Regions from separate parts of the Mus musculus genome. Here regions 1, 2, 3, 5, 6 and 7 are each linked to region 4. A link is a contact called in public Hi-C, HiChIP or PLAC-seq and promoter capture Hi-C data. All regions are on one chromosome and are shown on one strand. The core of a region is the stretch at or near the end of the contact, and the rest is flanking DNA. Distances in the headings are between cores, read along the strand shown. Region 1 has its middle 51 kb from the start of Smim31. Region 2 has its middle 9.2 kb from the start of Gm40501. Region 3 has its middle 30 kb from the start of Smim31. Region 4 holds the start of Tma16 (translation machinery associated 16). Region 5 has its middle 80 kb from the start of Smim31. Region 6 holds the start of Apela (apelin receptor early endogenous ligand). Region 7 holds the start of Tmem192 (transmembrane protein 192).

The links. Promoter capture Hi-C pulls out the DNA fragments that hold promoters and counts their contacts. A called contact is a pair of places that touch in the nucleus more often than the background predicts. HiChIP or PLAC-seq counts read pairs in DNA pulled down with a chosen protein or histone mark.
Region 1: a promoter capture Hi-C map of second pharyngeal arch cranial neural crest shows a contact between it and region 4. The contact joins the enhancer-like site here to the promoter of Tma16 in region 4. A contact is called at or near these places in 10 of 39 promoter capture datasets (the C10 cell line, cranial neural crest, embryonic stem cells and 6 more), 1 of 15 datasets of contacts at CTCF or cohesin (stem cell-derived epiblast-like cells) and 6 of 115 datasets of contacts at active chromatin or transcription factors (the SCID.adh cell line, embryonic forebrain, embryonic stem cells and 1 more).
Region 2: a contact with region 4 is called in a promoter capture Hi-C map of hippocampal neurons, with 4 times the contacts expected there. The contact joins the enhancer-like site here to the promoter of Tma16 in region 4. A contact is called at or near these places in 6 of 39 promoter capture datasets (the 3T3-L1 cell line, embryonic stem cells, hippocampal neurons and 3 more), 1 of 484 Hi-C or Micro-C datasets (embryonic stem cells) and 1 of 115 datasets of contacts at active chromatin or transcription factors (bone marrow-derived dendritic cells).
Region 3: a Hi-C map of cerebellum shows a contact between it and region 4, with 1.7 times the contacts expected there. The contact joins the enhancer-like site here to the promoter of Tma16 in region 4. A contact is called at or near these places in 9 of 39 promoter capture datasets (the 3T3-L1 cell line, the HPC-7 cell line, cranial neural crest and 6 more), 3 of 15 datasets of contacts at CTCF or cohesin (the NIH/3T3 cell line, large pre-B cells and stem cell-derived epiblast-like cells), 2 of 484 Hi-C or Micro-C datasets (cerebellum and embryonic stem cells) and 12 of 115 datasets of contacts at active chromatin or transcription factors (the 230-238 cell line, astrocytes, embryonic forebrain and 5 more).
Region 5: an H3K27ac HiChIP or PLAC-seq map of embryonic stem cells shows a contact between it and region 4, with 9 times the contacts expected there. The contact joins the enhancer-like site here to the promoter of Tma16 in region 4. A contact is called at or near these places in 5 of 39 promoter capture datasets (the 3T3-L1 cell line, embryonic stem cells, hippocampal neurons and 1 more) and 4 of 115 datasets of contacts at active chromatin or transcription factors (astrocytes, embryonic stem cells and epiblast stem cells).
Region 6: a contact with region 4 is called in an H3K4me3 HiChIP or PLAC-seq map of embryonic forebrain, with 13 times the contacts expected there. The contact joins the promoter of Apela here to the promoter of Tma16 in region 4. A contact is called at or near these places in 13 of 39 promoter capture datasets (the 3T3-L1 cell line, the C10 cell line, cranial neural crest and 7 more), 3 of 15 datasets of contacts at CTCF or cohesin (large pre-B cells, pro-B cells and stem cell-derived epiblast-like cells), 19 of 484 Hi-C or Micro-C datasets (the AtT-20 cell line, B cells, CD4 T cells and 11 more), 19 of 115 datasets of contacts at active chromatin or transcription factors (the SCID.adh cell line, astrocytes, bone marrow-derived dendritic cells and 9 more) and 4 of 9 other capture datasets (adipose tissue, embryonic stem cells, liver and 1 more).
Region 7: an H3K27ac HiChIP or PLAC-seq map of bone marrow-derived dendritic cells shows a contact between it and region 4, with 16 times the contacts expected there. The contact joins the promoter of Tmem192 here to the promoter of Tma16 in region 4. A contact is called at or near these places in 19 of 39 promoter capture datasets (the 3T3-L1 cell line, 3T3-L1-derived adipocytes, the C10 cell line and 11 more), 2 of 15 datasets of contacts at CTCF or cohesin (large pre-B cells and pro-B cells), 24 of 484 Hi-C or Micro-C datasets (B cells, the Ba/F3 cell line, CD4 T cells and 18 more), 31 of 115 datasets of contacts at active chromatin or transcription factors (the 230-238 cell line, DN3 thymocytes, the SCID.adh cell line and 19 more) and 5 of 9 other capture datasets (adipose tissue, bone marrow-derived macrophages, embryonic stem cells and 2 more).

The regions. Positions count from the first base shown.
Region 1 is chr8:65,179,280-65,181,979 of GRCm38.p6, forward strand. No RefSeq gene overlaps it. Among named protein-coding and RNA genes, the nearest start is that of Smim31, 51 kb to the left of the region's middle. Within about 2 kb of position 1,407, at least 4 of the 459 cell types and tissues checked have an H3K27ac peak or open chromatin away from gene starts, as enhancers often do. A contact at or near this core is called in second pharyngeal arch cranial neural crest, where this site is marked.
Region 2 is chr8:64,870,412-64,873,249 of GRCm38.p6, forward strand. No RefSeq gene overlaps it. Among named protein-coding and RNA genes, the nearest start is that of Gm40501, 9.2 kb to the right of the region's middle. Within about 2 kb of position 1,565, at least 73 of the 459 cell types and tissues checked have an H3K27ac peak or open chromatin away from gene starts, as enhancers often do. A contact at or near this core is called in hippocampal neurons, where this site is marked.
Region 3 is chr8:65,158,265-65,160,983 of GRCm38.p6, forward strand. No RefSeq gene overlaps it. Among named protein-coding and RNA genes, the nearest start is that of Smim31, 30 kb to the left of the region's middle. Within about 2 kb of position 1,262, at least 11 of the 459 cell types and tissues checked have an H3K27ac peak or open chromatin away from gene starts, as enhancers often do. A contact at or near this core is called in cerebellum, where this site is marked.
Region 4 is chr8:66,485,223-66,488,016 of GRCm38.p6, forward strand. It overlaps Tma16 (translation machinery associated 16), which reads right to left and starts at 1,308. Exons shown (of 7, transcript NM_025465.3): 1 at 1,190-1,308. The coding sequence starts at 1,192.
Region 5 is chr8:65,207,869-65,210,568 of GRCm38.p6, forward strand. No RefSeq gene overlaps it. Among named protein-coding and RNA genes, the nearest start is that of Smim31, 80 kb to the left of the region's middle. Within about 2 kb of position 1,378, at least 6 of the 459 cell types and tissues checked have an H3K27ac peak or open chromatin away from gene starts, as enhancers often do. A contact at or near this core is called in embryonic stem cells, where this site is marked.
Region 6 is chr8:65,035,923-65,038,622 of GRCm38.p6, forward strand. Apela (apelin receptor early endogenous ligand) reads right to left here and starts at 1,414. Exons shown (of 4, transcript NM_001297554.1): 1 at 1,359-1,414; 2 at 968-1,221. The coding sequence starts at 1,043.
Region 7 is chr8:64,945,900-64,948,599 of GRCm38.p6, forward strand. It overlaps Tmem192 (transmembrane protein 192), which reads left to right and starts at 1,286. Exons shown (of 6, transcript NM_028427.3): 1 at 1,286-1,434. The coding sequence starts at 1,408.

The sequences.
Region 1 (2,700 bases), core at 157-2,656, 1.3 Mb before region 4:
GGTTGAATACTTGATCCCCAGTTTGTGGAACTTCTTGGGAAGGATTAGAAGGCATGACATTGTTGAAGGACCTGTGCCTCTGTGGGTAGGCTTTGAGAGTTTAGAAGCCCATGATATTCTCAGTTAACTTTCTCTGTCTCCTACAAGATGTGAGCTTGCCACTATTGCTCCAGTATCATGCCTGCCTGCCTGTTGCCATGCCCCCTGCCATGAGGGCCATAGACTAAACCTCTGCAACTGTGAGCCCTATGTTAAGTGCTTTCTTTTATAAGTCTTGGTGATGGTATGCCATCTGAGCAATAGGAAAGTAACTAAGATACCCATACATTTTCAAGTTTGGAGTAACCACCTAAAGAAATCAAAATTGTCTATATTCTTTGGAAGCTTTTCTTCAGAATATCTTAGAAAGTTTCTGAACTGTTGGTATTTATTTTTAAAAATAACCCTTCATGATGATAACCAAGATATTATTAGGAAGTAGACCCTTGGGGCCTTTTCCTATGCAGTTGTCACCTGACTCCAGAGATTTTGTAATTCTGTGAATCTGAGACCTTTATTGCTCACACAAAGAATGAAAACAAATTAATAGTTATTTCCTCAGTGGTCTTTGAGTTCTTCAGGGAATATTTATTGTTTCAGGGAGAGATCTTCCTTTCAGTGTGTGCATGGTATTGCTTAAAAGACAATGGAGACCCAAAGAGAAATGGGACTTGCCCCTTGCTGAAACTTTGCTTGCCCCTTGCTGAAGCTTTGCTTTCTGTTTCTTAGATCTATAGAAAAAACATAACTTTTTTCAACAAGGATATTAGTACAGAACTCTCTCATCTTCATTCAGAAATAGGACTGTTTAGAACAAAGCACTAGGCTGCATTTTTATCAGCCCAATTTTTTATCCCTGTGGTGTTTTTAAAACTCTGTAGAAGGATCATCAGGGGCTGTGAGGAAGGCTATGCGGCTTCCTGGTGGCTGTGAATGGGGTCAATAACATCTACCCTGTGAGTAGGGGGAGGGGAGCCACAGGGAAAACTAATTAATGCATCAGAGGACACCAGGAAATAGTGCTGGCTTGTTGTAAACTAGATTTGATGAAGTTTAGAAAACAAACAAAAAAGACTACCATAGAATTCCTTAGAGGTTGGTCTTCCAGATCTCCCCCCTACTATTTCAGTCTGTGAACCAATCCCTCCAAATGATTTGCATTATGATAACATAACTAACCACAGCAAGGTCAATTATTTAAGGAACACCACAAGCAGCTGTATGTCAAATCCTATTCAGATACTGATTCCGTCCAGACCTTCATGTTACTTTCCTGTTAGAGCTCTGATTTACACTTTACAGATGTGAACACTGACCCTTGAGTATACACAAGCCTGCACACTATGTGGGCCTGGCTCTGTGACCTTCTTTATTGTTTGTATTCTTGGCCTTCCCAAACTTGTGGCTGGAGCTGTCACAGTTTGCACATGGCATAAGAGTGATGGAAGGCTGAAGGTATTAAATGAGGATCCTGTTGATCCTGCTGTGACAGAACACTCTTTGCAGTACAAACTCTTGTAATAAAGCAAATGTCCTCAGAGGGAACAGTGTGCTTTATATTTTTCCTTTCCTTTCCTTTCTTTCTATTTCTTTATTATAGGTGCCCCCTCTGTCTTTCTCTCTCTCTCAGTCTCTCTCTCTCTCTCTGTCTCTCTGCCTCTTTTCTTTCTCTTTCTTTCTTTCTTTCTTTCTTTCTTTCTTTCTTTCTTTCTTTCTTTCTTTCTTTCTTCCATCCTTCCTTCCTTCCTTCCTTTTTTCTCTCTCTCTTCCCCTTCCTTCCTTCCTTCCTTCCTTCCTTCCTTCCTTCCTTCCTTCCTTCCTTCCTTCCTTCCTCTCTCTCTCTCTCTCTCTCTCTCTCTTTCTTTCTTTCTTTCTTTCTCTCTTTCTTTCTTTCTCCTTTGATGTTCCCATCTCTCCATTGGAAGTCTTGTGAGGTTACAGGATGTAGCTGTTTTATATTCTATATCCCTTATTGCTAGGAGTCTTAGCTAGAGTCACCCTCATAGATTCCTGGGAGTTTCTCTTGTCCTAGGTTTTCAGCTTGTCCCAGAGATGCCCCCTCATTCCAGTTCTCTCTCCTAGTTCTCTCTTCCTCCACCATCCCCTAACTTGATCCCTCTTGTTCCCATCTCCACTACTTCCCAACCCAGTCCCCTCCCTCCCTCCATCTTTCTGTGGTGCTGGGGGTGGTGCAAACTCAGGTCCCTGTACATGCTAGGGAACCACTCTACCACTGAGTTACATTCCTAGAAACCAGTTTACTATTTTGTGTGCATGTGTGTTAGGATTACTCTCTGACATCTGGGAAGTTGTATTGAGATGCCTGTTTTTTGTTGTTAATTTGTCACAAACTAGAGTCACCAGGGACAAGGGAAGCTCAACTGAAATGTTGCTTCCTCCATAAGACTGGCCTTGGCCATGTCTGTGATAGTGTCCTTACTGATGATTGGTAAGAAAGGTCCCAGCCTGCTGTGAGCAGCAGCATGTGTAGGCAGATGGGCCTGGACTGGTGAAGAAGCTAACTGAACACAAGTCAGGGAATATGAGAGAGTAAGCAACGTTTCTCCATGGCTTCTGCTTGAGTTCTTGCCCTGATTTATCTCTGTGGATGGGCTGTGACCTGGAAATGTAAGCCAAATGAACTTTTTCCTCTGAGAAGCT
Region 2 (2,838 bases), core at 315-2,814, 1.6 Mb before region 4:
CCAGCAGGGTTTGGCTACTCCCCGATGTCCCATTGACTGGTTTAGCAGTAGGCTGATAAGACAGAGCCAACTGGTATCTAAGAATCCAGTAGGTTAAGCCAGGCTTCTTCAGGTGGTGGCCAAGTTCTACAAATCAGTAAGGAAGTAAATACAAAACACACACACTCTCTCTCTCTCTCTCTCTCTCTGTGTGTGTGTGTGTGTGTGTGTGTGTGTTTCAAATCTCTTTCTGTGCTATTGCCCAAATCAGGCTGCATGGCCAAAGCTAAAACTAACATTGTAAGGAATATGTTGGGTTGAGGAAGCGTGGTCCATTAAGTTTGCCATTAATCCACTACCATCTTTATTAAAACCTCATGTATTAGATACTGTTTCAATGCCCTGACAAAATACCCAACAAAAGCTTATTAAGGGAGGTGCATCTTGGTTCACAGTTTGAGAGTATCGTTCATCAGAGTGGGGGCATCATGGCCATCGCTGGTCACATTACATCCACAGTCAGGAAGCTGAGAAAGACGGATATGAAAGGAGACAATATTCATCTCTCCCTTTTCCCTTTTTACTCAATCCAGGACATGAAGAATGTGCTGCCCATATTTAGGGAGGGTCTTCTGTCTTAGCCCAGTCTATAAACTTCCTTACAGATATTTGTCTCCTAAGTGGTTCTAGGTCCTGTCAAGTAAACAATCAATATTACGCATCCCATCCTGTGATGAAGGTACTATTAATATCCCCCATTTTAAGGTAGTTTGGATAGTATGTGTTCGTAGTCTCGACTACTAGGGAGGCAAGTATGGGAGGATTGTTTAAATCCAGGAATTTGGGGTCAGCATGGGATATAAAGGAAGACCCAGTTGAGGTAAAGTCAGGGATTCCCTCTTTTGGTTGAGAAACCTAAGTCTAGTAAGGCACTAAATAACCCATAGCTAGTACAGGGCAAAGCCATCATGTGAGGCACACACTGTATTCTGAAAACCACAGGTCTGACTAGAGGGGTGAGAAGGGACAACTTCAATGGATCTTGAACCCTAGCAAATCCTCCCCTCCAGGTGACTGACTGCAGACTCCAAGGGCTGGGTAAGCCTTAGGCAGCAGTGGGTGGAAGATCTGTGGGCTGGGGTTTCTGGGAAAAGAAAGAAAGAAAAGCTTCAAACAAAAAATAGCATCAGAGTCATGGGCTGGGAGAAAACCCTGAATCAAACTACAGAAGGCAGATGGTGCCAAAAATAGAAGTGGTGTCTCCAAAGTCGGCCCAGAAGGAGGTCAAGAGAACCTAGCAGAAATCGGTGTGCAGCATGCGGCTGCCAAAGGACTCGCCTCTCACATTGCCCGTCTGAGAGGAAGGTGTACCTAAAAATCAGTAACTGTTGTTAGAGTGATTTTCTGGGATTGTGGTCAGGGTGGCAGAGTTGAAATCCACTTTCTCCTCTTCTGTGAGGGTGTGTGAGGAAACCCGGAATAGAGAAGATGCCAGAATAACAGGGAGCAGCTTTGAGCAGCCTCTGAGTGTATTTATAGATATCAAGCACACGAAATACGCCCACATCATACTCCCTCTCCCCAGGAATCCAGGATGTGTGAGGGATAACACAAGGTGTGCGGTTAACAGTCTGTACCACACACAGGATGGGCGGGGCGTAAGCATTCTGTAACATTTCCTTTTTAGTATCTGACCACTGTTCCAGCAAAGCCGGGAACTGACTGATTGGCAGGCACACAGACAGGATTGTTTTGAGTGTAAGATTTTTCTGTTTTCAAACATTACAACTGAGGTGATGTGTCAGACATCTCTCAGGCCAAGATGGCTATCCACTGTGACCTCTAGGGACTGGGTGAGACTGTGACCCCAACCCACCAATCCTCCACCCACTTCTCCCTAGCAAGGCGGTGGGTAGGACCACATCATTTTTACCCCATACAGCTCTCTGATAGCACTTCTTACAGTAAAACTATATTGATTTTTCTGAAAGTTGAACTGGGGATATGGCTCTGTGGGGAAGATTGCTGCTTTTTAAGAAGCAGGGCCTCAACTAGAATCCCTAGCACAATGGGGCTGTGGAGATGGCTCAACAGTTAAAAGCCCTCTTCCAAAGGACCCAGGTTTGATTCCCAGCAGCTACATAGTGACTCAACCACCTGTAATGCTAGATCCAGGGGATGCAATGTCTGCTCCTGGTCTCTGCAGGCACTGTGCATGTATGCAAGTGACTCACGGATATACATGCAAGAAAAAAACACCCATGCATATGCAATTTTAAACTCCTCGGCCCTCAACATAAAAAAGAAAGAAAGAAAGAGAGAAAGAAAAAAGAGAAAAGGAAAGAAAGAAAAGGAAAGGAAAGAATAGCCAAGCATGACTGTGTGTGCTTGTCGCTCTAACACAGGGGTAGAGATAGACAGACACTAAGGAGCTGACAGACCAGCCAACCCAGACAGAACAGTGAGCCTCAAGTTTAGTGGGAGACCATGTCTCCAGGCAATCAGGCCAAAGGTGATCAGAGAAAGCCAACTGATGTTCTGTTCTGGTCTCTGCATGCTCCAATGCACACGGCCCCATGTGTGTACCACTCATACATACACATATACAAAATTTAAAAGAAGAATAAGGCTATTTTACTGGAGGTTTTTGATGGGGTGGGAGGCTTGACTGTGTAGCCTGGACCTTTGGCTTTGGAAGTGTGTTGGTGGCAAGTTAATAAACTTGCTTCCTATTACTGGTATAAAGACCATGACCAAAAGCAACTTGGGAAGGAGATGGTTTATTTCCACTGCAACTTATAGTTCATTGTTGGGGGACATTCAGGCAGAATGCGAGGCAGGAACCTGGAAGGGTACTAT
Region 3 (2,719 bases), core at 12-2,511, 1.3 Mb before region 4:
TTTCCCCCTAGTTCTTCTCCAAGGAGAGCAACCACATAGCCGTGAAGCCAGTGTAAACATCAGTGCGGAGAGCACAGCTCCGAATGAGGGCCTTGTGGGGACCGGTAGAGAATGTTCTACCTTGGGACCATTCCTATCAGACTCACCTTGCTCTTGACTAGCTTGAGAGATCACGGGTTTCATCTTACCAGATCTCCAACTGTCATGAGGCATTGAAATAAAATTTTATTTTTAAATTTTAAAATGTGATATCCTCTCATTTGAAAACGTTTTCAGCTAAGCCAAAAAGTATTTCAAAATTCCCCATTGGCTAAAAAGTATCCCGAGGGCAAGACTTGGCTCTTGGGCTGTTAGCCTGTAACTACTGCTAACCTATGTCTTAACTTCTAGGAACAATTTCTCCTTATAGTGCCTTACCTCAGTAGCCAGATTCCTGCTAGACATCTACGTCAGTATTGCAGATCACCATCAACACACAGAAAACCCCACACACAGTCTTTGCTGTGAAACCCACTCCTTTGCCTAATCGATGTCTTGACCACCGGATCCCTTGCTCTAACCCTCTCAGCTCCTTTGACAACTCAGTGTTCTTGTCCAAGTACCAAGTCATCTCCTTGTTGTGACCTATTAAAGGGTAAATGTTAAAGTCCTCTCCTTTCCCCTAACCCCCGAGACATACACAAAGAAGACACTGGAACACACAGTGTAGATCGACCCATAAAAGGAACATTGTGTTATTACTAGCACCTAAAGTGGGTGGAGCTGCCAAGCTTCACAAACACTGTACAATTTCATGAAGTCTTTAAAAAACAAGAACTGAAATCTTTTCTATACTGTGCCACACATAAATATTTCACATGTGCACAGCTTGTCAACGTTTGTTGTCATCTGCACCAAGTTTAAAAGCAGCTTTCCCTGGAAAACTCCTGTGAAATCAGCCCTCCTCCCTGCAAACCCGGTGGCTGCTACTCCAGCCAGAAGAGTTGCTCTATTTTCGTAGCGACGCGACACAGCTTTGTACTCGCCCAGCATGCTTTTGTATTTCCTTATTCTGCCACCAGATGGGCTTTTAAACGGAACCAAATCATATAGCTTTCTGGCTGAAAGCCTCGCAATGACTTCTGATTAATAGCAAGACAGAGTCCCAAATTTAACCTGGTTTTGAGGACCTCCAGGATTTCATTCCATTTAATAATTTACTCGGAACTATCTAGTGAGAGTTGGCTCAGTCGCTCTCTGCTGTAATGTATGACAATGAAGAAAGCAGGCCAGCAGCTCTGCCGCCCACACTTTTCTTTTAAATGTAATTCAAAACATGGCTTGTTGTGCATTATATACTGGTTAACTCATTTTAGTTTTGATTCAGGGCCTCATGTAGCTCCAGCTGGCCTTGAACTCGTGGTTGTAATCAAGGCTAGCCTTGGATTCCTGATCTTCCTGCCTCTTCTTGAACGGGTTACAGGAAGAAGTCATCATGCCCAGCTTCAACTGATAGTTTAGAATGTTTTCTACTCACAGATTTCGTGTGGTGTCTGGGTACCGACAGCACCTAAGCAAAGGCTTAGGGGATACACACATAACCCCACTGCTCTGTGCTCTCAGTGTTAGCATCTACAACTAGCAAAGAAGAAAGTATCTCCATGTTGGGCATTCTCATCATCACCAGCTGGCCATGCTGATGACATAGTCTATTTCTTTAGTAATACTAAGAAATTGCATGCATTTGGGATTTTTATTTAGGCTTCATAACTATAGTTTTTTTTTGGGGGTAGGGAGAATGGTAATTCTCCTTAGGGAGGAATGCTTGTTATCAAGCGTGATGGTCTGAGTTTGACACCTAGAAAGAAGAGAAACAACTCCTGGGGGTTGTCCTTTGATTGCCACAGATGTATTGTGGTGCTCTCTCTCTCTCTCTCTCTCTCTCTCTCTCTCTCTCTCTCTCTCTCTCTCTCTCTCTTTCACACACACACACACACAATCAGTAAATAGACATAATAAAAAAATAAAAAGAACTCTGGTTTTGTAATGTCAACTAGGAGTACATTTTATCTAGATTTTTAAAAAATTGCTTCAGTTTTCTAAAATGTTGGCTAGCTAGTTGAATAAATGGAATAAGAGGCTGACGGATAATATATGGGTGGGACAGGCGGGTTATGATAGCCACACAGCTATTGTTTGGCTACCTTAGAACACCACCATAGCACACACACTCTGCCTTTCCTGGTAACTTGCTATCACTTTGTTCTCAGTGTGAGCTGCCTTAGCGATTCCTTCTCAGGGTCAGAAGGCCAGGGCAGGTGCCAGGGCACGAGGATGAAGATGGTGAGCATCATCTGCTGGTGAGATGGAGGCAAAGAAGGAGAGCGCAAAGTTTGAAGGGGATAAGAAGGTTAGGGTCCATTGAGACCAGGATGTGTGTGTGTGTGTGTGTGTGTGTGTGTGTGTGTGTGTGTGTGTGAGAGAGAGAGAGAGAGAGAGAGAGAGAGAGAGAGAGAGAGAGAGAGAGAGAAAGAGAGACTTGGCCCAGAGAAGTGGGTGTGGTGAAGAGTACTTGCTGCATTTGTAGAAGAGCTAAGTTCAGTTCCCAGAACCCACAGCAGATGGCTCACAACCACCACTAACTGCAGTCTCAGGAGATGAAACGCTCTTCTGATTTCAGTGGGTACACTCATGGATTACATCCACATGCAACACACACACACACACACACACACACACA
Region 4 (2,794 bases), core at 58-2,557:
GTCGAAAAAATCTGTCTACAGTGTTAATCCAGTATAGAGTTTCTTTCCCTATTGAAAGAGATCAGCTTGGTTCTAAGCTTTAGCACAGAAAGCCATCTCTTCCAACTTTCTTCTCCAGCATTTCCTTCACACAGCTCCTTCTCCCCATTCTTACTGAAGATCACTATTCCAGAATAAACCACACTGCAACTTGAGACTACACTTGTTATCTCTGTCTGTAATTCTTTCCTTCCCTTTTCCTTTGCTAAGACAAAGCTCGAAATAATCTCAAAAAAACTCTCCAAATAATTAAAATGTTCATCAATTCCTCATTCACACAATTCTCTTAGACATTGGTCATTTTTTCATTAATCTGATGAGAGAAGGCACGTCTAAGTCTGAAACCCATCTGAGGTTGGCTATGAATAAAAAAATAATAATCTTAAAGCCGTAAGAACACACACATGGAGGATAGTGGGGCAAATGAGAAACGAGATTAAACATCAAACATACACATGGCGAAAACAGATTCTCACAAATTGTTCTCCGATATCCACACGTACATAAAATCAGTTATAAACATAAATTCGGCCAGGCGGTGGTGGCGCACCCCTTTATTCCCAGCACTTGGGAGGCAGAGGCAGGCGGATTTCTGACTTTGAGGCCAGCCTGGTCTACAAAGTGAGTTCCAGGACAGCCAGGGCTATACAGAGAAACCCTGTCTCGAAAGAAAAAAAAAAAAAACATAAATTCGGATACTGTGAATGAGCTCTTTATATCGCTATACATAAACCGTTTATAACACTCTTAACTACTGTCTTAAAATGCAAACAAAACAGCATTGTTGCCCGGTAGGAATGGGAGTTGTAGAGGCAGGACTAAAGTCAGAACAGAAGGGCTGCGGGCCGATGCACCTCGTGGGTGGCTGTGACCCTGGGCAGGGGAGACCTGCACTTGCCCCAGGGCAGAGGTGGGTGGATCCACAAAGCGGTATTAGTTAAGGCCCTCAGGAAAATGAGAAACCGGGAGACGTGGACAACGCCACCCAGAGCGAGTTGAGAACGCGCTGGAGCACTCCGATCCTGGGGCAGCACCGGGGGCCCACCACCGCCCCACGCAGCCACTCCGAGTCCCGGCTTCTCCCGGGTCCGAGCTTGTACTCCCCGGCCGCCCGACCAGAGCCTCCCGGAGAACCTAAGGGGCCGCTCACCATGGCGATGTCTTGGCCACCGAGGCCGGGCGATGTCCCGATGCGACAATTTCACAGAGGGCAGCGCAGCCGCTCTCAAGTCCGCTTCTTCCCTAACACACGTGGGCCCCGGGGGAAACAAATAGGGGCGGACAGGAAGGGGAGGAGCTGGTGCTTTCTCTAAAGCGTCCCTAGAAACTGAGACGTAATGTTTTTCCGCCCGCCTTGTTTTACAGCCCGGGAGCCACACAAAGGCGGGGAGAGTAGAGAGAGAGAGAGAGTCGAGCTCAGAGAACAGAAGTCTGTCTGTCTTCTGTTTCTGACTGAAAGGCCGGCCTTGAGTATCGGCCAGAAGGCAGCTCTCCATGGGCGAGCAACTTGTTAGGAGATAGCATTACCTCACCTAGAGGTGCCCATCTCCCAGAATGGTGTAAATTCAGCCTTCACTTTTCCTTTGATTTTCTCTACCATTTTCTTTCTATATCTAAAGCCTGTCTCTCCGGCCTTGTTATTCCGTTTTTGAACAGCATGGTAAAATTTGATAGAAAGTCTTACGTAGTAATTATTAATCAAATGCCTAGTACATGCTACGCATTGAAGGTACTTTGACAGTTTCCCTACTTTCTTTTTTGTATAATTTCTATCTGTAGTGGGACATAAAGAAGTTAGTATTTCAAATACTATTATAATATAAATTATTACCATAGACTAAGTGGATTTAACATACACAAAAAAGGGGAGGAGATGAAGGATCAGGAGGAGAAGGGATGGGAGAAGAGGAGATGTATGGGGGAGTGTTAGGAGAGGGATATGGGAGAAAGGGGGGGCGAGGAAGAGGATGACAATGAATGGATTCCTTGGACCCTATCAGACAACTCTGAAATAAAACTAGAATCCAACAGCAAGAGAAACTACAGGACTTAAAACAAATACTTGGACACGTAATGGTACAATTTTAAATGTACAGTGGGTCACTGAAGAAATCAAGGAGAAAATTCTTAGAAACAAATGAAAATCATAGGCACTCTACGAGCTAGCTAAAGCATCCTAACAGGAAAGTGAGTATTTACAATAAAGCAAAATGAGAGTTTCCAAGTGAAGTAATAATTCATCTTAAGGTTCTAGAAATAAGAAGTCACTCCCAAACCCAATCACTGGATAAATAAATAAATTCATCAATCGATCACTATTAAAGCGGGACCTAATGAAATAGAGACCAAAAAAACCCTCAATACATAGGAATAGCTAAAGCAATCGTTTTTGTTAAAGGACAACTGTTAGTATTTTGTCTAAGCTCCACAACACAGTTATCTGGCAACAGCCAGGTAGGTTCTGCCCCCCCAGTTACCTGGCGTGGTCCCTCAGGGGGAAGGGCTGTGGGCCCACGGAGGCATCCCCTTCCCCATGCCTGACTACACCTCCACAGAATATATCCCCCCTTTATCTTTTTATAAACACATCAATAACAAGACTGATTAAACCCCTAGCCAAACTAGCAAAAGAAATCCCAAATTAATAAAAGTAAAGGTGAAAGCAGGAATTGTAACAACAGACTCCAGTGAAATTCAGATAATCTATAGAATACTTGGAAAATTTTATTTCAAAATGCTGATAAACATCAAAGTA
Region 5 (2,700 bases), core at 128-2,627, 1.3 Mb before region 4:
TAAATACTGAGTTAAAATGCAAACTACTATGCAATGGGCTGGTATGCTATTACAATAAAAGTGATTACATTACCCACTCTCATGGCTCATTAGATGACTCAAACCATGAGGGTAGTGGGAGCAGAGACATCAAATTGGGGATTTGGAAGCCCTGTGAATATGTACAGTAAAAAAACCACACTAAGTCCCACAGTCAGTAGGCAGATCAACTTTACTTGGAGTGATTAAAGGCTTATGAAGTTTTTGAGGACTGAAGGTAGGGACACCCAGTATGAGCAAATGTCATTGGCTGGGGGCTTAGAGTACCTTGAATGTCTCATTAGTATGGAGAAACATTTCAGGAATCTTAGGTGCTAGCTGAACAGGTTTTGTCAGGAGAAAAGATATTGGTCCTATAAGCTAATTGAGGCTACATGACATTTTTCAAGTAGAGGTGAATGTAGGGACTTAGAACTTCCTGGGCAAGGTCAGAGAAGGAGAAACCCTGCTAATGAAGGAAGTCCTCCATTACACGCTGAGGCCCAGAAGGCTATCCTGTCATTTGTAGACTTCAACTTTAATTAGCAGAATTTCCCCACAATTAGATTTTTAAAAAAGTCTCTAGCAGTGTTAGAACTGTGCTTAGTGTCGTAGTTAGGTAGCACCTCTGAGCCTCATTTTTAATTTTGACGCTGCCTTTCTGGGGAAGTGGAGAGAGAAGACACGAAGCTCAAGGTTGTTCTTGGTTGTTAGACTGGGCTACATGAGACCCCAATGCAAAAGAAAGAGTAGTTATTATAATAAAATGTTGCCCATTAACATAGAATGTTAAGAAATACATATTTTCATTGTTTCATTGTTGATCCGGGTATTTTCTATCTGCATCCACATCTTACATCCCACATCTCAAATAAAAAGGGTAATTTTCACACTTTTGTGACTAATTTTACTGGTGGTGTGATTATTTTGTTGTTGTTGTTTGTTTGTTTGTTTGTTTGAATCTTGCAATAAATCTGTGCAGAATGCAAATAGTTTGTCTGTGCCCTTCCCCCAACCTTTAGTTGGTCAAACAAATCTCAGAGCTGGAGCCAGGCACCTGGCTTTGCTACATTTGCATCTTCCTGCCCGACCCTTGAGGAGCTGACTGCCTACTGAGTTTACTTTGCAGCTCAATCCAGCTGAAACAAAGGGATGGGTCCTTGGGTTTTCTCATGTATATTCAGAGTTAGACATTAAAATTTGAGCCTTTATCAGAGAACTTTGTCTTGGCTCGTTATTTCTCTCATCTGCTCATCCTAATTCTATTTCCAGCTCTTCTTCTAGGTATACCCAGTCCTCCATTGCTGCTGGATCATTACAGGTGGCACCCAAACAAGGGGCCTGAACACTGGGACACCAACTGAAGGACACTGTCTTCGACGGACCTGCATAGAAAACGGTAGAAGTTATATATCCTGCATGGTGGTAAGCAACATATAGTATTAGTGTTAGCACTATAAATTTCGTCTTTTTAAGGCTGTTGATTGCAAGGGTGCAAAATGATACAGGCTAGACTAGGTCAACATTGGCCCAATGCTGATATCAGCTAGGGGTGGCAGTGCATTGGGATGGGGAATTTTATATAGGCAATTGTCCACAGCCTCCAAGAGGTGCTTCAGGTGTGAGGAGTAGGGTATAAAATAAAATAAAACAAAATAAAATAAAATAAAATAGTAAAAACAAACAAACAAACAACAGCAAGAGGATGCTAGATATACAAATAACATGAGAGAGAGAGACACAGAGAGAGAGAGACACAGAGAGAGAGAGACACAGAGAGAGAGAGAGACAGAGAGAGAGAGAGAGAGAGAGAGAGAGAGAGAGAGAGAGAGAGAGAGAGAGAGAGAGAGAGAGGGAAAATGGATTTTGGAGCTCTCCTAGGGACAGAAGGAAATCAGGAAACATCCTGTGTCTTCTCTGGCCCCTACAGGAGACATCCTTAGTTCTGGTTACATCAAGTTCTCTTACCTCTCTGTATTGTCTGTCTTTGGTGCACCAATCTGTCCACTTGTCAATCTGTGTCTGTTTTTGTTTTGTTTTCTGAATGACTGTTGTTCTGTTTTATGTTGAAAAGAAAAAAATGGCTAAAACTTTATCTGCTGGCTCTCCATCTCTTGATTCAGTCTCAGTTTGCACAGCAGAGGCTGGTTTTAGTTGCCCTGCACCCTTAGCCAGGAGTCAAGCACAGCAGGAGAGGCCCTGCTGAAAAGCTGCTTTTAAAGGGGGGCAGCTGCTTTTCAAGTTCTAAAGCAAATAAGCTGATAGTTGTTTTTTCCTAGAAAAATCTCTGCAATTGTGATTATTTGGTTCAGCAAATGACAAAGTGCTTTCTCTCTTGAAATTATAGCTAGAAAAAGTAAAAATTCTTCGATTGGTCTAAATTTATAAGATTTATGTAGCCGCTTCATTTTGTTTCTGACTGGTCTTAAAGGTATAAATATGCTGTGCATGTCTAGACCATACAGTATTGGCTTATAAGTTATTGTGTATGATTAAAAATTTGTAACATTGGTAACAAGAAAGTTAGCTTAAAACTGGTAACTCAGGTTTGGAGTCATTTTAAACAACAACACATGGCATGAACCAGTCCAGGAAACCAGGACACTAAAGATACTTCTAAATTGGGATAACATTTTATGTAATTCTTATCCTAGAAATTAGACTTATAAGGGATGAGATTTA
Region 6 (2,700 bases), core at 164-2,663, 1.4 Mb before region 4:
AAGACCTCGGCCGTGGCAGCCTTCTGGACATATTTCTTACACCCAATTCTCACACTTCTTTAAGGAATTAATGTAAGTTGTTTTACAAGAACACCGTCCAGGATACTCTATATTTTAGAAAACTAGAGATCCGAATTTTATTTTTTGGATTGAGTAGCGATTACTATAGGCAGTAAAGAAGGACCTTGTAACTTTTTTTCCCCTTATGTATGTAAAAAGAATGATTTGAATAACCTCAGAGCAATCAAAGTCCTAATTAAAAGCAGCGGCTGACTTTTCAGCCAAGACACTCCATCTTCCGTCTAACTAAAGGAACATTTTATCACGTCTGTACTGACACCCTTGGATAATGACTATTGTCATCTTTTGGTTGAAACTTGACCCTTCAACTTTATGTGTCAGAAAACTTAACGCTGACAACATACCTTTTACAGTTTTGCCTTAAACGTCATAATGATAAAAAAACCAAACAGTAATAAACAAACAAATAAACAAAACCTTGTCTTGTGTAATTAAATAACCAGAGATGGCAGGCAGTCAGTGGGCCAGTTTTATCATTTTACATTGTTACATCATGATTTTGGCTACCTCAACTTACAATGCCCTCCTCCAATCAGCAACATGCATGCTCTCTTGATAATCTGCTTAGATTTTGCATGTTACCTAAAAAAAAATCTAGGTTTATTAGTAGACCAACATTCTCCCATCTATTTACTTGTATGGATAATAGTTTTGAGAATTATTTTCTTGGAAAAATAATTGTAAAATACATAACAATATTTTAAAATGTCCAAATAGTATCCCACAATGAGATTGCTAAATGTACTTCAGAAATCCTATATATTTTCCTCAGTCCTATTAACTGTAAGTATACCCAAATAGTTCTCAGCATAAGCACATTTAGAGACCCAGAAGCACAAACAGGCAAACAAACAAGTTACCCTAGCCAGTTATTTCAAAAACCTACCTGGTTTCTGTTCACTGATAAAAAGGAGACTCATGGCAAAAATAAAAAATACCCAAAAAAGGGGCTGGAATCGCATCTTTTCTTTTCTTTCTCTTTTTTCTTTTCTTCTTTTTCTTTCCTTTTGTTTTTCTTTTTTCTTACACGCAAGTGAACAATAGCTCTTCAAGTAGAGAAATCGTCTGTAAATCGCAGTATCTGTCCGGCTCACCCCACATCCTATGGCCAGAACTCAGAGGGCTGCCAGCTGCCTTTTCCTGAAAAGGTTAATGATCACATCAGACAAGGTTACTGGTACTCCAGAGCTCCCAAGCCTCAAGCCCCTCCTCCATCCCTCTCCGCGGCTCCCTGCCACTCCCCCTTATTTCCATAAGCAAATATTGGTGAAATGGACCATTCAGGCACGCAGTAACTTAAGCGGGAAGTCTCTGCAAAGCTCCAAGGAGAGTCACTCCAATTCAATCTGTTTACGAAGAACTATGCAAAACGAAGCATTGCCTGCCTCCGCTCCCCTCCATTGCAATCTGTTTAAGCTTTGCATTGCCCATATTGATCCCACATGCAGGAAGCAGTGGAGAGGACGGGAAGTCTCCCTTGTGTCCTCTTGCAGAAGGAATGCTAGAGCTCTAACTGAGGGATTCCCAAATGCTTTGTATGGACTCTGGGTTGGAGCGCTTCCTCTTTGCCAGAGTTACTACAAAGTAGCGCCTATTTATATTAAATCTCCAAATGGCTTAATGTGTGTGGGTTCCCACCATCAGAGATTCCTGGAGTTTAGAAGGTTCAGAAGTAAATCTGTGAAATGTTTATCTTTTCATTTAAGTGCAATTTAAGAAGTGATGAAGGTCATTTTCATCTGCAAACATTCAAGAGTTTTTCAAAGGGAGTTCAGGCAAGCCACAGACATAAAATGCTCTGCTGTAAACTTGTAAGTGGTGGCGTGTCAGGTAAACGTCACCGGCACGGAGACCAGATTGCAGATGGAGAAAGAATGTTGTAGCTGGTTTCTAAACAGTCAGAAGAAACAAAAGGAGTCTAGTTTTTGTCTTGCACATCCACCCGCATCTCCTGTCTGAGGGCTTTCTTACCTGTAATACAAGACTGTTGGATCTGAGAAGTATTGTAATTATTCTAATGAAGAAGGCTATGTAGCTATACTCTGACAGATAAGTAGACCCAAGCACATGTAAGCGGTTGTGAATTGTCAGGAATTTTGTTCCATTTTGGCATCTTTAAAGTCAGGTGGTGGTCACACACAATCTTGGGCTTCTTAAGGTTTGAAATGCAAAAATTATTTTGATTTTACAAATTAGTCTGTACAATTCCATATCTGCCTAGCTATTCCAGATTATACAGAACTTTAAAAAATTCTTAAAAAAATTTTTTTTAATTATTTAATTATTAAATGTGGTGGCACCTATCTTTAATCCCAGCACTCAAAAGACATAGGCAGGCATATCTCTGTGAGTTCCAGGACAGCCTGGTCTACATAGCAAGTACTGGTACAGCCAAGGCTATATAAGAGAGTAACCCTATCTCAAAAATAGATGATAGAAGATAGATAGATAGATAGATAGATAGATAGATAGATTTTATTTATTTATTTATTTATTTACCTGCATGTATGTCTGAGCACCGTGCGTATGCAGTGCCCACAGAGTCCAGAAGAGGACATCAGGTCCCCTGAGCTGTAGTTACAGGCAGTAGTGAGCCCCTGTGTGTGTGCTGGAATGAAC
Region 7 (2,700 bases), core at 36-2,535, 1.5 Mb before region 4:
TGAGGACTCTTCCTCAAATCTCTCTTCATTCTTCATGAGATATCTCGTGTAACCCAGGCTTGCCTCTAACGCACTATAAAGCAAAGCCTGGCTTTGATATCACGATTCTCTTGTCTCCTCTAAGACCTGGGACTACAGGTGTGTGCCACCACACCCACTTCCCCAGTTGGATTCTGTGTGTGTGTGTGTGTGTGTGTGTGTGTGTGTGTGTGTGTGTTTAAAACTTGGCCTGCAGAGATGGCTCAGTGCTTAAATGCACTAACCACTCTTCCAAAAAAAACCTGGGTTTGATTCCCAGAACCACTGTCTAACTCCAGTGTCTCATCTGGCCTCCCTGGGCAATAGGCACACACACAGTGCATAGCCACACATGCAAATAAAACACTGAAATGCATAAAATAAAAGCATTTTAAAAATACTTTGTATATAAAACAAAACAACTCATCCGTTGCGATGATGCACACTAGCGATGCCAGATTTCACTGTGTGAAGGCAAGTGGATCAGGAACTGAAGGCCCGTTTCAGTGCACATCAATTTCTAGGTCAGTGTGAGCTACTTGAGACTTTGTTTTAATTTTTACAAAAATGAGGACTGGGCAATGAATGGCTTTTGCTGTCAAGTCCAGGATTCACATAGTGGAAGAACTGACTTAATCTTGGGTCAAGTGTGGCGGCTCATCCGAGCATTCCACTAGGCAACAAAGACAGGCGAATCTCCGAGGGTTCAGTCTGGTCTACATAGTGAGTTCCGGAACACGTAGCGCTATGTAGAGAAACCCTGTCTCATAAAAACAAAACTGAAACCAAAAATAATCAAAGGACAGAAAAAGAAGAGATGGGGAAGGGGAAAACAGAAACAGAATACCTTAAAAAAAAAAAAAAACTACAGAAATTTCCTGTGGAGACATCTGTAAATCGTGTTATAGAAATTGGAATCTATTCTAATTAAGTCCCTCTACAGGTGGAATTGCGATTTTTACTGCGTCTTTTTCCAAACAGAGCTATCTATATTGTTGCAAACAAAAATTGCGCCAACAGAAATAAGTTAATATTCTAAAGAGAAGTAGTTTACTTGGTTTAAATGGTTGCTCGAGAAATTCATCCTTTAATTTCCAAATCTCTGATAAATGGATGAAGCAACAGTTTAGGGGAAACCCCAAAACAACCGCCTGGGCTACACTGCAGCTCAAAGCTGGAGTCTGCAGGGGGGGCCACGCCCCTGGCTGCTGATCGGCTGATCTAGGTGGAGGGGCGTGGCCTTCGGCGGCCGGGGCGGGGCGAGCGCAGAGTGGGTGTGTCCGAGGCGGGGCGCGCAGGTCCTAGTAGGTGCGACTGTCCCGGGCCGTCGGCGCCCGGGCGCTGGTGGAGAGGTCAGGCTGGCGGGGCATCGGCCCGCGACGGCGGGTCATGGCGGCGGCCGGCCGGCTGGAGGACGTGAGTGAGGCGCCGAGCCCTGTCCCCGCCATTCGGCTTCCTGTGCTGGGCTCAGGGGGCGGAGACTGCGGGCTAGGAGCTAACCAGAGCCGCAGCGGCTCGACCATCGGGGACGCAGGGTGCGGGGTGACGCGACGGGCGGGGACCGCGGACCCCGGGAACGTCTTCCTGAACGATCGGAGGGACACGGCAGGGTGGGCGTGCGGGACCCTTCACTCGGCGGCTCACGTGCAGTGCGCGTCTTTGGTTCCGGAAATGGGAGCTTCACGTGATGCGAGCTGGCTTGATCTGTCCTTCCTGGGAGAGACTGACAGGCGGGCTTGCAAGCCCGGGTGACCCGGCTTCTGTGGGCCCTCCTGCGTTGGTCGGAGAGCACCCGGAACTTGGAGTGACTCTAACCTCCAGCATCCCTCGGGCGGACTTGTAGCTCTCATCTCCCGGAAACGCAGATTGGCGCATAACAGTTATCATGTGCTGTTTTGAATGTAGGCATGATAGGAACAGTGCTTGGTTGCTTTAAAAAAAAAAAGTATTCGGTTGCCCAGTTCATGATGTAGCCATTATAGAATAATACAGTTGCAAAAATCTTGAGTTTGCAAGCTCATTAAGACACTGATTTATTTGAAATTGGGTGTGGGGCGGGGGAAACACTTTGGGAGGAAACATGCGTTTGTTTCCAGAACAAACTGTTTTGTCCAGTGGCATAATACAATTCCTGCCCTTGAGAAATGCAAGGCTGACATTATCTTAGCACAGTGACCTGAGCTAATAACTAATAAAAACATTATCATGGTCTTAGTATAAAAGTACATCAAAATAATAATAATAATAATGATAATAATAATAATAATTAATAATAGCAAGGTTCCAGAACTGTAAGGGCTTAGATTCTTGTGTGTTTGGGTCCTGCAGTCATTTATTTATTTATTTGTTTATTTAAGACTTGCTATGTAGCCCTAGCTGGCCTGGTACTCATTATATAGCCTAACCTGGCCTCAGATTTGCCTATCTTCCCTGACTCAACCCATTTTAATGCTAGGATGATGTAGCTAGTTACATTTTCTTGATGAAATATGTTTCTAACAGCAGGACTAATCTAGTTATTTTTCAACTGAGAAAATGGGAAAGCAACTACTACTTGGAAACTTAATACTTAGGCCTCTCATGGAGGGCAGTCTTGTAGCTGCCCTAACCAGACTAATCCTGGCACTATGTCATGCCATATGGCCACCTCTACCTCTCTGCTCAGCTCTGGTCCTGTTTACC